Linked DNA regions of Mus musculus: region 1 is linked to region 2. The links are chromatin contacts, called in public promoter capture Hi-C maps. All regions are on one chromosome and are shown on one strand. Each heading gives the region's core, a stretch centred on a gene start, on an enhancer-like site or on the middle of the called end of the contact. The rest is flanking DNA. Distances are from core to core; before and after follow the strand shown.

The links. Promoter capture Hi-C pulls out the DNA fragments that hold promoters and counts their contacts.
Region 1: a promoter capture Hi-C map of pre-B cells shows a contact between it and region 2, with 2.7 times the contacts expected there. The contact joins the promoter of Eef1d here to the promoter of Them6 in region 2. A contact is called at or near these places in 2 of 39 promoter capture datasets (hippocampal neurons and pre-B cells), 1 of 484 Hi-C or Micro-C datasets (embryonic stem cells) and 2 of 115 datasets of contacts at active chromatin or transcription factors (astrocytes and pancreatic cancer cells).

Annotation. Positions count from the first base shown.
Region 1 is chr15:75,907,839-75,914,040 of GRCm38.p6, reverse strand. It overlaps Eef1d (eukaryotic translation elongation factor 1 delta (guanine nucleotide exchange protein)), which reads left to right and starts at 4,697. Exons shown (of 10, transcript NM_029663.2): 1 at 4,697-4,796. Tigd5 (tigger transposable element derived 5) reads right to left here and starts at 4,306. Exons shown (of 1, transcript NM_178646.4): 1 at 1-4,306. The coding sequence starts at 4,250. The coding sequence ends at 2,322.
Region 2 is chr15:74,719,291-74,726,145 of GRCm38.p6, reverse strand. Them6 (thioesterase superfamily member 6) reads right to left here and starts at 4,912. Exons shown (of 2, transcript NM_198607.1): 1 at 4,339-4,912; 2 at 1,773-2,686. The coding sequence starts at 4,851. The coding sequence ends at 2,576.

The sequences.
Region 1 (6,202 bases), core at 3,448-5,947, 1.2 Mb before region 2:
ATGCAGCTCAGTGCCTGCCCACAGGGAGCGCGGTACACCACCAATGGGTGAGTGTATATATATATATATATATATATATATATATATATATACATACATACATAAATACATATACAGTGAGAGTGTAAGGTTCTCTCCTGGGGGGGCCATGAGCCCTGTGAAGCTCCATCAGATACTGAGTACAGAAAGGTGAACTGCCATGGGGGCTGAGGCCTCTGTGCACTGGGCTGTTCGGCACTGTAAGCCTCAGAGCTATAGGACTCCCTGCTGGACAACCTGGGCAAAGTAGCCTCCTCCACAACCAGGACGCAGCTATCTGAACCCCCGCCTAGAGCATGTAAAGAACACCAGAATGTTTCTAAGTGTACTTTTCTCTTCTTTTTACAGTGCAGTTGTTTGAACCTAGGGCCTTTGGCATCCTAGGCAGACATCCTACCACTGCACTACATCCCTAGCCTGAGATGACACCTTTGAGCCTCATGGGCATCTCCCTAGCCCCGTTAATGGTAGTACACGAACACAAACCTGACAGGAACCCTGTCACTCAGCCAGGCCGTACTTGCTTGTTTATAAGGCAGCAGCAATATGAGGTCATAACCTCCTGGGCCCAAGTAAAAGGGGCTTTTAGAGAGGCTGGTGAGAGGGGTCTTACTCCTGAGCCCTAGTCTCTGCCAACTCCAGTCTACCTGAGCCCAGGCCAGATCGGAACCTCTTCAAAAGAACAGTACATGTAACCTAGGCTGAAGAGCAGCTACTAGAAGCTACCCAGCCTTGAGTGTACCTCCAAGGCCCAGATCTGGCTCTCTGCAGATTTGAAAGCAGGTCTGTCAAAGCTGGATGGTAGTTCCTAACCTGGGTATCTGGCTGATATGGAGGCTGCTGGTATAAACACATTAGACTTTTGAAAACCCAGCCAAGTAGCTAGTGCTGGAGACCCCCACCAGCCACGATTGCCCAAGGTTTTCTAGGTCATCTTTGGGGAGGCTGGGTACTTAGGTGGTCAGATGGTCCTTAGTGTGCATAGATGGAGCCTGCTACCTGAGCTCCAGTTCTGTTGCTCTATGCTTTCCCTCAGCTTTTGATATTTATGCAGATTTTTGACTGGGATGTAGTCGTGGCTCCAAGGAACTATATTCTTGGGCCTAGGTGGAAATCACTTTTGGATACGTCACTCAAGGCTTTGCCCATTGCCAAGCTGTTACATCCCTTCTCCACTTCATGTTTGCAAGGCTCAGAGTAGGAGACATAAAGACAAGGAGGACCGGGACAAAGGCTCTGGATGGAATTCCTGCAAAGACACAGTGCCCCTCCTTAAGACGCAGGTGCCTTAGCTCCAGACGGCCAGCAGTCATCTGAATCCACAGCTGGGCAGAGCAGCAGATACAAAATGTGGACATTCCTTTGAGCCTTTTCTCCTTCAACCTGGGCTATCCAGCCATAGTTCCTGGAGAAGGCTGGTGCAGGAAGAGCCCATGGGGCTAGAGGTTGACTCTAAGGCACTGCAGAGTTCCCAGATGGTTGCAAAGGCTAGGGCATGTTTCCAGGTAGATCAGACTGCCCTGGAGCTAAACAAAGTGCTTTGTGGTTTGTCCTGCCCATTGATCCAAACACTTGCTAACCTCATGAATAGAAGACCTATCCAGAATGGAGTACTTAAAGGGGGCTGGGGAGTGGGAGGGACTAAAAATCCAAGTAGAACAGAATTTGCTATACTCTCTGCTGCATCCAAAACCTCACCAGGCACCGGGCTCACCAGGGACTGGATGGAGCCTAGCCTGGGCTTTGATCCAGCACCATAAGGACCTGAGTTATCAGAGCAAGGGCAAGAGAGCCCCAGAGACCACCTCACCCTGTCAGTCAGCACTCATGGGTTCCCCAGGAAGAGCATCTTTCCAAACAGGTTTAATGTTTTTAAAACAAAACCAAGAACCAAATGCTTCCCCACTGAGATGAGACCAGGTAGCACCAGGGAAGCAGATGAAACAGCAGCAGCCTCAGGCAGTGCACTCGGAGGCAGGTAGGTGTGTGTGTGTGTGTGTGAGCCCCATAGGGGCCAGAGTGGAAGTACAGTCAACTGTTCTCCAGTAGGGGCTGTGCTTATGTGCCCACATGTGCCTACCCAGGGAAGAACATAGCCACTTCCCCAGACCCTGTGGATTGGGGCAGTACATCCTTTACTTATAGAACTCCTCCAAACTGGGCTGGGCTTGCATCCCCGGACCCATACAGTGGACTACCGGGGAGAAAAGGTGGAAGATGGCAGACTGTATGTGCCCCCTCTCTCCCAGTGAGGCAGGAAAAAGACCACTGGGCCAAGGTAGTCACACACCATCATCAGAAGTTACAGCTGAGGGCCCAATACCCCCAAGCCTCCGTGCCATGGTAATGAGAGAACGTAGCTGCACAAGCCTCAGCGGCCCCACTTCTCTGGGATCCTGGCTCTCTAGCCACCTCAGAGCTGTCTCTAGTCCCCAGACAGCTTCCCCAGCAGTAGGTACCAACACTCCTCCTTGTTCGGTGGCCTCCTCCTCCTCCTCTCCAGCCCCGATGCTAGAGGGCAGGCTAGCTGGGGATGGAGGAGCAGCGGGGGCCACCTCTTCTCTGCAGCCTTCCGGAAGGCCTCCATCATCATCCAGGTGTAGCCACTGGGCCACCTCTTCAGGTGCCAGGCGCTTGTAAGCCAGAGCTGCCAGATGTGTGAGGTCACTGAGCACCCTGCTGTGTTCGGCAGTCTCCTCTACCTGGTGAGCTGGCTGCTGCCCAGGCTCAAAGGCTGCTCGCAGACCCAGCAGCCAGCAGCGCTCTATGCTGCCTGCCTGGACCAAGTCCCAAGAGAGGCCAGCCAGGTACAGCATGTCCTTGAGAACGAAGCTTCTCATGAAGTCCAGAGGGGAGCCACTGGCACAAGACACAGCAAGCCGCAGGAGCTCGCGTTTGTACAAATGCTTGAAGGCTGCCACCACGCCGTGCTCCAACGGTGCAGGGATGTGTGCTCGGCTGGTGCCCTTGGATAAGAAGAGCACTCGAACTGCACCATCAGGTGTTTGAAGTTCCTCTGGGGACCCAAGGAGCTCAGGCTGGCACTGCCTGGGAGTCTCCTCGCTCTCCTCCAGGGGAGGCATGCTAGTGGCCCAACTCGGACAGGGTGGATGGGCCACCAGCAGCACAGCCTTCTGTTGCAGGCAGCTTCGGCGCAGGTAGCGCTTGACGCCAGGGACAAATTCCTCGAAGAACCAGCCCCGAAGAAGCGGGCGACTGAGCCAGGCATCCGGACTGTAGCGGTAGGAGGCCGGGAACTTGTCCTGGTTGTGGTGACGCAGGCTGGGTGGGTCCGGTAGCTGCCCGATGACTAGTGGTTTCAGCTTGTGGCTGCCCGTCAGGTTGGCGGCCAGCAGTACTGTCACTCGGTCACTGCGCCAGCGTCGGCTGCACCCACCAGGCTCTTTGGAGTCCCCAGTGCCCGGAGTTGAGGCCTGCTCCGGAAGTAACCTCCAATAGAGACCAGTAACGTTAGCATTGTAGATCTGCTCGTCGCCATAGCCGCCCTCGGAGTGGGGTAGAGTGGCTGGCGCGCCGTCAGGTACGAGAACTGCGCCTGGTGACTGCGCCGGCTCCTCTTTGACAGGCGCGGGGCCTGCGACCGGGGACTCAGCCTCACCATAGATGCGCTGGCTAGAGATGCCATGGCGCTTCTGCCAGCGCCAGAACCAGCCGTGGCTAGCCTTGAAGGTACACTCGGGGCCGTAGATCTGGCGAGCAAAGGCCTCAGCCTGCGCTTGGATAACTGGCCCGGATAGCGGCACACCGTGCTGGCGCAAGGTGAGGAACCACGAGTAGACGGCGCGGTCGATCTCCTCCTCGTTGGCCAGACGCATCTTCTTGCGCTGCGTGCCCACTTCTCCACCCAGCTGGTCCAAAAACCAGCGCAGCTTGGGCTCGTCCTTGAGCCAGCCGCGCAGAGTGCCGCCTGGCACGCCGAAGTCGCGGCACACGCTGGCCTGCCGCTCACCGCCCTTGACGCGCTCGATGGCTTGCAGCTTGTCTTTGATTGAGTAGGCCTTGCGGAAAGTCATCTTCACGGCCACCCGGGGCCGCGGCCCGGGCGCTGGGGGCGGCGGCGGGCGCGCCGTGGAACCCGGGCCGGGCGCCGGCGATCGCGGCGGCTCAGCAAGGCACCGTGGCTGGGGAAGACGAGCGCGATGCGGGACCGGGTGCAGGGCTGGGCCGGCCGGAGGGCTCGCGGGGTACATGGCGTCGGCGCCAGGGACCACCCGGGAAAGCGAGCCTGACACCCCGCGCGGGCCGCTCGGGGCGGGGCTCGGGGGCGGGGCTGCCCGGGTCCCTCCCTTTTGTCTCGCCAGCCTTGCCTGCCCCGGCCCGCAAGGCCCGCCCACTTCGCCTCGTGGCGCCTGCGCACAGTCTGGCCTTGGGCGCGTCACTAGCGCGTGCGCACATCAGCTTCATTACGTCCCGCCCTCGTCGGACGGATCCACTCTTCGAGCTGAGGAGGGGTTCGGCGTGTTGGGAGATCCGGTTCTCCGCTCCTAGCGACAACTCTTGAGGTGAAGCGCGGCTCTCAAGGTAGCTCTTCCTTTGCTTCTACCATGGTGGTTCCTGCATGCATCGTGATGCACGCTCTGAGGGCAAGACAGCGCGTGCCCAGGGTTGGACCCCCCGCCGTGCCTTTCGTGGTCTATGCCGCTGCGTTTTCCGGGAGCTGCGCGGGCGCCCTCCCTCTCCTTTGCAGTCCTGAGCTCGCAGTTCCAGGTTTTGGTTGCTGCGTCCTTGGCTGGCGTGTGAGTACCGGGGGCCCCGCCTCAAGGAGCGCACGTGCGGCGGAGGCCTGGAGTGCCCGGGCCCCGCGCCGTTAGGGTTGCCTCCCGTGGGACAGTGCGGGCTGCGGGCGGGCGTCTGGGCCTGTGTGGAGGCGGGCCGCTGGCCACATGGTTGCCAGATTCCGGAGCGCTGCTTCAGGCTGGCTGCGCGGTGGCTCCGCACATCCCAGCACGGCACGGCCTTGAGTGACACGGTTGCCTGCGGTCGGGCTGGCTCCGGAATTTTGGGGGCCCAGCTCTTGCTAACGCCCTAGGTCTTTGCGGTTAAGCACCAAGGGCGTACCTAACTCTAGGCATAGAGGGAGGTTGCTTCGGGTGCTGACTGGTGGAACTCGTACGGTCCACGAACACAGGGTAGAAAAAAGGGCGTGGTGGTGTCGATTTGCTCAAAAGTAACAGGACTAGCTCTACTTACTGATTTGAATAAGGTGATCTGGGCAGCTTTCTTTGGAAAGGGGCGTTGAAGGGTACGGTCGCCCCTTTTCTAATACATGAGCACTCTCTCCGGGCATCATGGTTTTCTAGAGTGAACGGCTACCCTGCAGCAAAAAGAACTTGGTGAAGCTATAATGTTGGGATGCTACTCCCAAGGATGCTTCTGAATTGGCCCTGTCACTCGGGGATGGATAACTGGGTCTTATCTCAGGCGGATTCTCATGGATGAAGCAAAGGATGGATGTGACAGGACTACCGAGTGCCCCCTAAGCCAATCCCGTGGGGCAACAGAGTCAAGAGGAAGAAGTCAAAGGGACAAGGAGTCCCCTTCCCAGGCTCTGTGATGGCCAGTACATCATGAACCTTCTCTCGGACTGTGGGAGGAGAACTCAGCAAACAGTTGGAGAGTTGGCAGAGGGAGCCATTTAGACTTGGTTGCCTGGGATTTGCTCTGCATGGCTTTCTGCCCTCTCAGGAGAAGGCTGCTGCAGGGTCGTCCTCCGGGCTTATCTTTTGGATAGGTGAGGCTCCGTGGCATAGTACAGATGAGGCAAAAGTGCTTGAGAGGGCTTGATAGCAAGAGTGACACTTGGGGGATGCAGGTAGGAGATGCTGGCATTAAACATTTCTTCTGAGCCAGGGGTCTAAGATGCTGTGTGCCTATTGAATGTTGGAGTCATTGAAACATGTGAAATCCGGGTGCTGGAACGTGCTTTGGTCTCCAGTTCCACACATCACTTGACTCAGCAGACTTGGGTGGTTCTACCAATCAGAGTTTTCATTCTCCTTCCTGTGTCTAAGATGACACACAACCAATGCCCCCAAGGTATGGTCCAGATATTATCAGGTGTAAAGGAAGAGCTGAGAAAGCAAGTCGTCTAGCAGAGTCCCAAGACCTGTGTGTCAGGTCAAGGTACCGTCTGCTGGAACAG
Region 2 (6,855 bases), core at 3,663-6,162:
CATGCTGGACTCGTACTGCTTCCCAGGGTAGTGGCCAGGGCTGAAGGCAGAGGGTGGATCGAACAGCACACTCAGGGGCCGACTCTCCAGCTGGGAGCTCAAGCTTTTCAGGACCCAGGAGCCTTTGCCCTTTGGCCACTGTTTCCCTTTCCCAGTGTAGTTTCCCCGCTGTCCCTTCCACAGTGTTCTTCCCTCTGTGAGGTGTGTGGCAGCTGTGGGGCCTTAATGGCCCTAGGCACTAACGCAGTATCACGGAGCACTTCCTGGATTCTCCCAGTTAGGAGGCCATGGCCCTGAGTCCCACTGGCAATCAGGATTGCTAGCGGGTTGCCCAACAGACTGCAAGGGTAGGGGGGGAGTGACAAGGATGGTGCAGGATACCTCAGGATCCCTGAGAGGTGTGTGAAGCACCTCTTCCCCACAACCCCCTGTGCTGCCAACCTGGCCCTCTAAGCCTCACCAGCTAGGACCACATCTAGGGCCAATTCTATACTCAAAGGTCCCCTCTCGGGGCCATTCCCCTGCACTGTGAATTTCAGAGAGCCTCGTTGAACTCAGGATTTGGAGGCAAGAGGCCAGGGCTACTGGTTCACTGTAGAGACCAAACAGCTATCACCCCCTAGTGGAGCAGCTGGGGTACTGTCTCCGGCCTCTTCAGAGACAAAGAGGTGGGACTCAGTGAGAACCCAGTCACGCCTGGCCCGAGTCCATGGGGAGGCAGGAGAGCTGTGGCTTGGCACCTGAGGGGCTGGCCCATAAGAGCAATAAGCAAGGCTCAGCTACCTGGTCCCCAGTGCCAACAGAGAACCGCAAAAGCCCTTGCCCCGTGGTTGACCTTACGTACACATCTAGATTATTAAGCAGGGAATTCTATGTCCAGGCAGTGTACTCCTCCAGGTCTGGAGGCAGATGCTCAGTCAGACCCAGAAGCTCCACCTTGCTCCCACCACTTTCTATCTGGAGTCCCAGTGGGACTGTCTGGCAGCACTCAACACCTGCTATGAGCCACCCAAGCCTCCTAAGGACCCCCACCCTCCAGATTACCCCTGGCCCTTTAATACTGCCCATTTCTAGCCTGCTGCTCTACTAAACCCTGAAAAGGAAAAACCCTTTTCCAAAGGCCCTGAAAGTAAGACACTGAGTACCTACCCATGTGCCTATGGTTTAGGGCAAGGGTTAGGTAGGAGGTAGGAAGGGCAGAGGTATGGGACAGGTCTTCCCAGCTGCACACTATTGGCTAACTGTGCAACTTCTCCACCCTTGACCGAATCTGAGTGCCCTCACCCCCTGACCCCTTCCCCCACCCAGGCCCTCAGACCTATGGACTGGTGCTGGGTAGAGCACAGATCTCCCCCACCCCCATAAAACATCTGCTCCAAGTCCACGGGACCTCAGTCTCCCTGGCCACAAAGGGGACAAAGAGCCCCATGTTGCCTGAACCCCACTTTCCTAGGGCCCTCCTGGGACTCTAAGGAAGGCAACAGAAAAGACAGGCCAGGTGCACGTGACTTGGGTGGCAAGGTTCATAGGCTCCAGGTGGCGGGTGGACAAGGAGGGGGACCATGGTAGGAAGGCCAGCTGGGGCTCTAGCCAGCTGCTCACTCTTGGCCTCAATCCCATGACTCATCAGGCTTAGCCCTAAGTGCAGAGGCGCCCACAAGCCTGGGCACACTATGTCAATCCATGTTCCTCCAGAAGACACATCCAGGGAGCTGGTCGGTCTGTGCCGGGGTGGCAGGGCTGCGAAAAGGAGAACCTCCCCGGCACACGCGCCTTGAGAACTCTTTTAATCTTGTGCTTTCTTTAAATAAAACGGGTTGCAGCTTTCCCCTTGACAGCACTAAGGCAAGCATAGCAGCGTGGAGGTGGAGGTGGGGGTGGGGATGGGGGTGAGGAGGGTGCGGGGGGGGGGGGTGCAGGGCATCACTGAAGCTTTGGGCTCTGGCTCCAGGTGTGGTTCCCAGAGAGGGAGCAAGGAGGCCGTTCCTAGCTTCAAGCAGCTGGCCTCTCCCTGAGCTGACAGGACAGGTGCTAGGCATAGTCATGGAGCCCCAGACGTCATGGCGACCAGCCTAGAACAGGGTATATCCTCTTAAGAGTGGTGGGTATCACCAGAATCTTAGCCAATGACCAGCACCCACTTGCCCTTCTGTGTTCTCGGGGGCCCTTGGGTTGGTTCTGGTCTTGCTTCCCTGCTATGAGGTGACCCTCCAGATGGCCCACTGTCCCTGAGTAAGCTGCAGGCCCCAGCCACACCCATGACTACTCTGGCCTGCTTGGCCACAAGCAGCCCTGACTTTGGGTTCTGCTGGCCCTTGTGCTCCAGGACCCTGTGCATCTGGGCACACTAGAACAGTCTCGCTATGGGGACCCAGGAGGCAGAGCCGGGCCAGGACAACAACATCCACCCCACCAGCTGCCCAAAAATGAGGCAAGCACAGGGGAGTGTCAAGCGGGTAAAAGAAGCCAGGCTTGTCTGAGGCCATTCTGGTTAGGAGTGCACCCACCCCAGGCAGCCCATTCCCATGGAACGGACTGGCTGACAGGCGGGGCAGGGAGGATGCAGATGTGGCAGTCACTGGTCCTTTCTGTCACTGAGGCCGCTCTCAGCACGGAGCAGCTGGCTGCTGGTCTCATTGTAGGAGATCCAATGTTTCAAGTCTTCTGGCAGCTCAGGGGGCTCCACCTGCAGGGAGACAGGAAGTTGAGGTTTCAGAGAGCCCGGTGCCACTGTGAGCGCTAAGCAGAAGGCACAGAAAAGGGGCAAGCAGCCAGGCTGCTGCCCTTCTGCCTCTGGACCTCCTGCTTTATCGCATCCCCTACTCTGTGACCTTGCAGGAACCACACCCAAATTAATGACATCTGACCCAGTGCTCTCCCAAGCCCTTCTAACCTATTTTCTCCTTCCTAGCTCTTTCTAGCCCATCTACTTCTGCCAGGCCCTCACCAGCGGGACCACGCTTCAAGTGTCTGTCCCCAGAATCAGGCAAAAGCCTATGAGGTTGGCTGGGTGACTGACCACCACCAGCTGCCTAGAGAAGAGCAGGATGTGGGGAGGTGCTCCTGCAGGAGACTACCTGACAAAGCTGCTGCCCCGGAGTCCTTGCAGATAGGTTCTGAGGACTGAGGGTGAGGGAAGAGGCTCGATAAGGTGCTCTCTTCTCACAGCAAGTGCTACACGGCAGCCAGGAATGACTGACCTATAGTCTAGGCTCTATCTGGGCACACTTTACTGTCAGAGACACCCCATCCTGGCACCTGGCCTCAGAACAGTTCCTCAGCTTACAGAACCCTACCCCAGACTTGGCCTGTCTTGTACCATATCTGCCTCTGCCTGGGACCCAAGTAACCATGGAAACTCCCAGCCAACCCCCCTGGCCTCCAGCTGAGCTGAGTTGCCAGGGTGCTTCAGTTCGCCTCCTCCAAGCTGTTACTGCTAGCTGGGGCTGCACCTCCAGTCCCCTCACCCCTTACAGGCACTTTATCAACCAGTACCAAACAGCCCATGGGAACTCATGACTAGATAAAGAGAGAAAGCGAGGGAGAGCCTTCTCTGCCACCAATTGCTGGGAGGACTTCTCGAGCCCGTGTTTCCCTTCAGATATAGCCCCTCAGCACTGATGTAAGGTCATTCCTATACTCTAAGAGGAGGCACTTGTCCAAGACAGGCGGGAACAATAGGGTGGGGCATGCCCTGGTACTCTTCAGGAGCCTGCCTTGGCAACCATCACTACTCTGGCTGTCTCCAAGGTCACAGTTGCTATACTGCAGTAGCTAGCTCTGCCACCGTGCTAGAGGAGTGGACCCTGGGGAGGGGCCTTGTGTCCCAGCAGGCACAGGGTTCTCCTCCTTCCAACCTTGGAAAGACTCAAGGCTTGTGGTCCCCTGGGGTCAATCCAACCCCCAGTCCTCTCTGCTGCAAGCTGCGCCAAAGAGGGCCTCGAGTCCACTAGAATTCCCAGCAACTGCTTCTAACTGACATCCTTTTATCCCATACTCAAAACCAAAGACCACAGAGGGTGACTCAGCACTGTAGAACACACAGAACTAGGACTCAGACTCCTAGCTGAGATACCTACTCTGAGCATCTCAGTTCTAGAAGAGAGGGAGAGAGGAGAAACTCTGTGCTTGGGAGTAAATTCAAAACTGGCTAGGCCTGAACGGAAAAGCCTTGGTTCATAGATGATGGGGACCCCAAGAAGGGCAACTCCTTGGACACAGAGGAAACGTGCAAAAGTGTTCCGACATTGGAACAGTCCCAGAACTTCAAAGGGGTTTTTCTCGCGGGAGAGGGCTGAGAGCCAAACAGGGCCGGGGCATCGGGGTGGGGCTGCTCACCCTCCGTTTGCACAAGTGCTGTACTACTCGATCCGGCGAGGTGCCCAGCACGTGCTGTCGGAAACGCAGCAAGGCGCACACGAAACCATCGCGAAGGCTGACAAAACGCGCCTCCAGGTAGAAGGCGCGGTCGTCCCAGCCTTGCAGTCGCGTGTGTACCTCGAACGGCTCAAACAGGCGCAGCGAGCGGCGATAGCGCGCGCACGAGGCGGCCAGCACCGTGTGCGCGTTCAGGTCGCGCAGCGCCCCCAGCACACCGCAGCGGGTCAGGTGCGCAGCGCGCGCCACATCCGCCTCGCGCAGGTAGCGCGCGTTGTTCATGTGTAGCAGCAGGTCCAGGTCCGATGGCAGCACCCGGCCGGCATACCGCTGCTCCGCCAATAAGTCGCGGACCCGCGGCTGCAGCAAGCGTGCGCGCAGAACAGCACACGGCACGCGCACCAGGTACCAGCCGTCCAGCAGCGCAAAGAAGGCGAGCGCCAGGGATAACGACGCCACCAACAGCTCCAGCATCTTGGCAGCGGGCACCTGGTGTCCAGGAGCCCGCTGCGCAGGTTGCCTGCTGCCGGCCGGCCCTGAAGCCTGGGAGCTCCGAGGACTGGAGCGCACCAACTCTTCCAGCAGTCCGAGGGGGAGTACTCCAGAGGCAGCGGCGCCGTGAGCTGGAGTAGCTCGCACAGATACTGGTTCCCCCCTGCGCGCGTCCTCGATGGCCTAGTCTGGGTCCTCTGCGTTAGCGGCTTTCGCTTTTCTCGGGGCGGGGCGGGTCACGGCGGGACGCTCCGAGCAGTACAGCGCCACCTGGCTACGGCGCTCGGCCCTGCAGGTGCAAGAGTGACAAGGAAGCCTGCTCCCGCTAGTGATCCAGTCAGTAGCTCAGATGAGCATAGCCAAAGAATTCCAGAACTTCTGCGGAGCAGCTGGGGAACTTTGCCAGGAAAACAAACAATGCATCTCCAAGGATGCTGAGAGCCTATCCAGACATCCCATTTCTGCACGGCCCCTGGGACGTTCATGGTCTTCCGGGTGTCTTTCAGTCTCAGTCTGCATGCACGTTACTTGTCCCCGCCCGCCAAAAATCTTGATTATCCCAAGTACACCCCAATAATTCCTACCCTTTATCTCTTTTAATGCAAGATGGAGGAGAGGTGGGGCATGGAGAGGGGTGTGATGAATGTAAATGACATTATCAACCGGGCTAAAGGTGCAGACCGTGGTTTGTGGAATGTCAGTCCCTTTTCTTTGGCATAGGGGTAGGTCCCAAGGTCAGGCTGTCTCTCCTCTCCAGGACTCTGTAACAATCCTGTATGCAAGTGACTGGTAGGGAGCCCAGGGATGGATGGGCTGATGGCCTTCCAGATACCCTGGTCAGCATCACTCCACTGTCCCATGCTGAGCTGGGTGGGTCCGCTGTAGTCACTGACCAGAGCACAGGTCTTTTTCAGTTTTACTTCTGAAGCTAGGAGCTTTGGCAAAGCGAGTGCCTGGGGTCTCTGGAGAGACAAGGAATTCACTGCCTATTAGGGTAGCTTCAAAGGACCGGAAGAAGAACCTTCCCCGCATACTGGTTACACTTACAACACCCACTTTGTCCTGGTCTGTACTCTAGCTTGGGGAGGGACAGATCCTCAGAAGGAAGAGACTAAGTAAGGCTCTCTAAGTTCATTGCTCAGATAATGGGTTTTCTGTCACCTACTGTCCACCCTGTCTCTTGCCTCCAGGGGAGAGATCTGCCCACTGGTAGCCAGGCCTTTGAAACAGGAAAGAATGTGAATGAGCACCCACCTCCAGGCTCCCCTCTGTTCCTGTCACCATCCTTCATTCCCAGCCTTTCTGTTGGCTGCTCTCGTCACTTCTACACACTGTCCACTTTGCTCTCATTTTCCTCTCCTGTACCCCAGCCTGTGTCACATTGCCAGAGTCCTCTCCCAGGGACCTGAGCACACCTCGCTGAAGGTTCACGTGTATATAATGCATGTCTATCTCATAGCCGAACCCTGACTGCCTGGTCTGGTTGTTCTAACCGACCACGGTGTCTGCAGAAGGCAATACCGTGCCAAGGATTGCTCAATATGCCTCTTCCCCTGCCAGCACTGGATGAATAGGAATGCTGGATGCAGAAACTTTGCTCAGGGACCTTTGGCTCTTTGAGGGCTCCTGTGTTTGCCCTCGAGGCAGGTGGGCAATTCATTTTAGCTACCAGGGAGAACACAAGGCACAGGATGGCTAGGGTGGGAGGGTGGGGTCTAGTAGGATGACAGGTCCTAAACCCCGCCCCTCCAAATTCTGGTCCCGCCCCATCCTTCCATAGCTCCGCCCCTCTAGATGAGTGGCACTACACTGGTGACTGAAACTATGAGGGAGTTAGAAACCCATTCCAGGGCATAGACTTGATCTTGGGATCCAGGGGCTCGTTACTTCTCAGAGCACCTTCTGCTACTTCCCTCATTCTAACTTTAATAACTCATTGCAAGGAAGTCTCCAGGATAGGGGGTGAAGGGTCTCATCTCAGTCTCT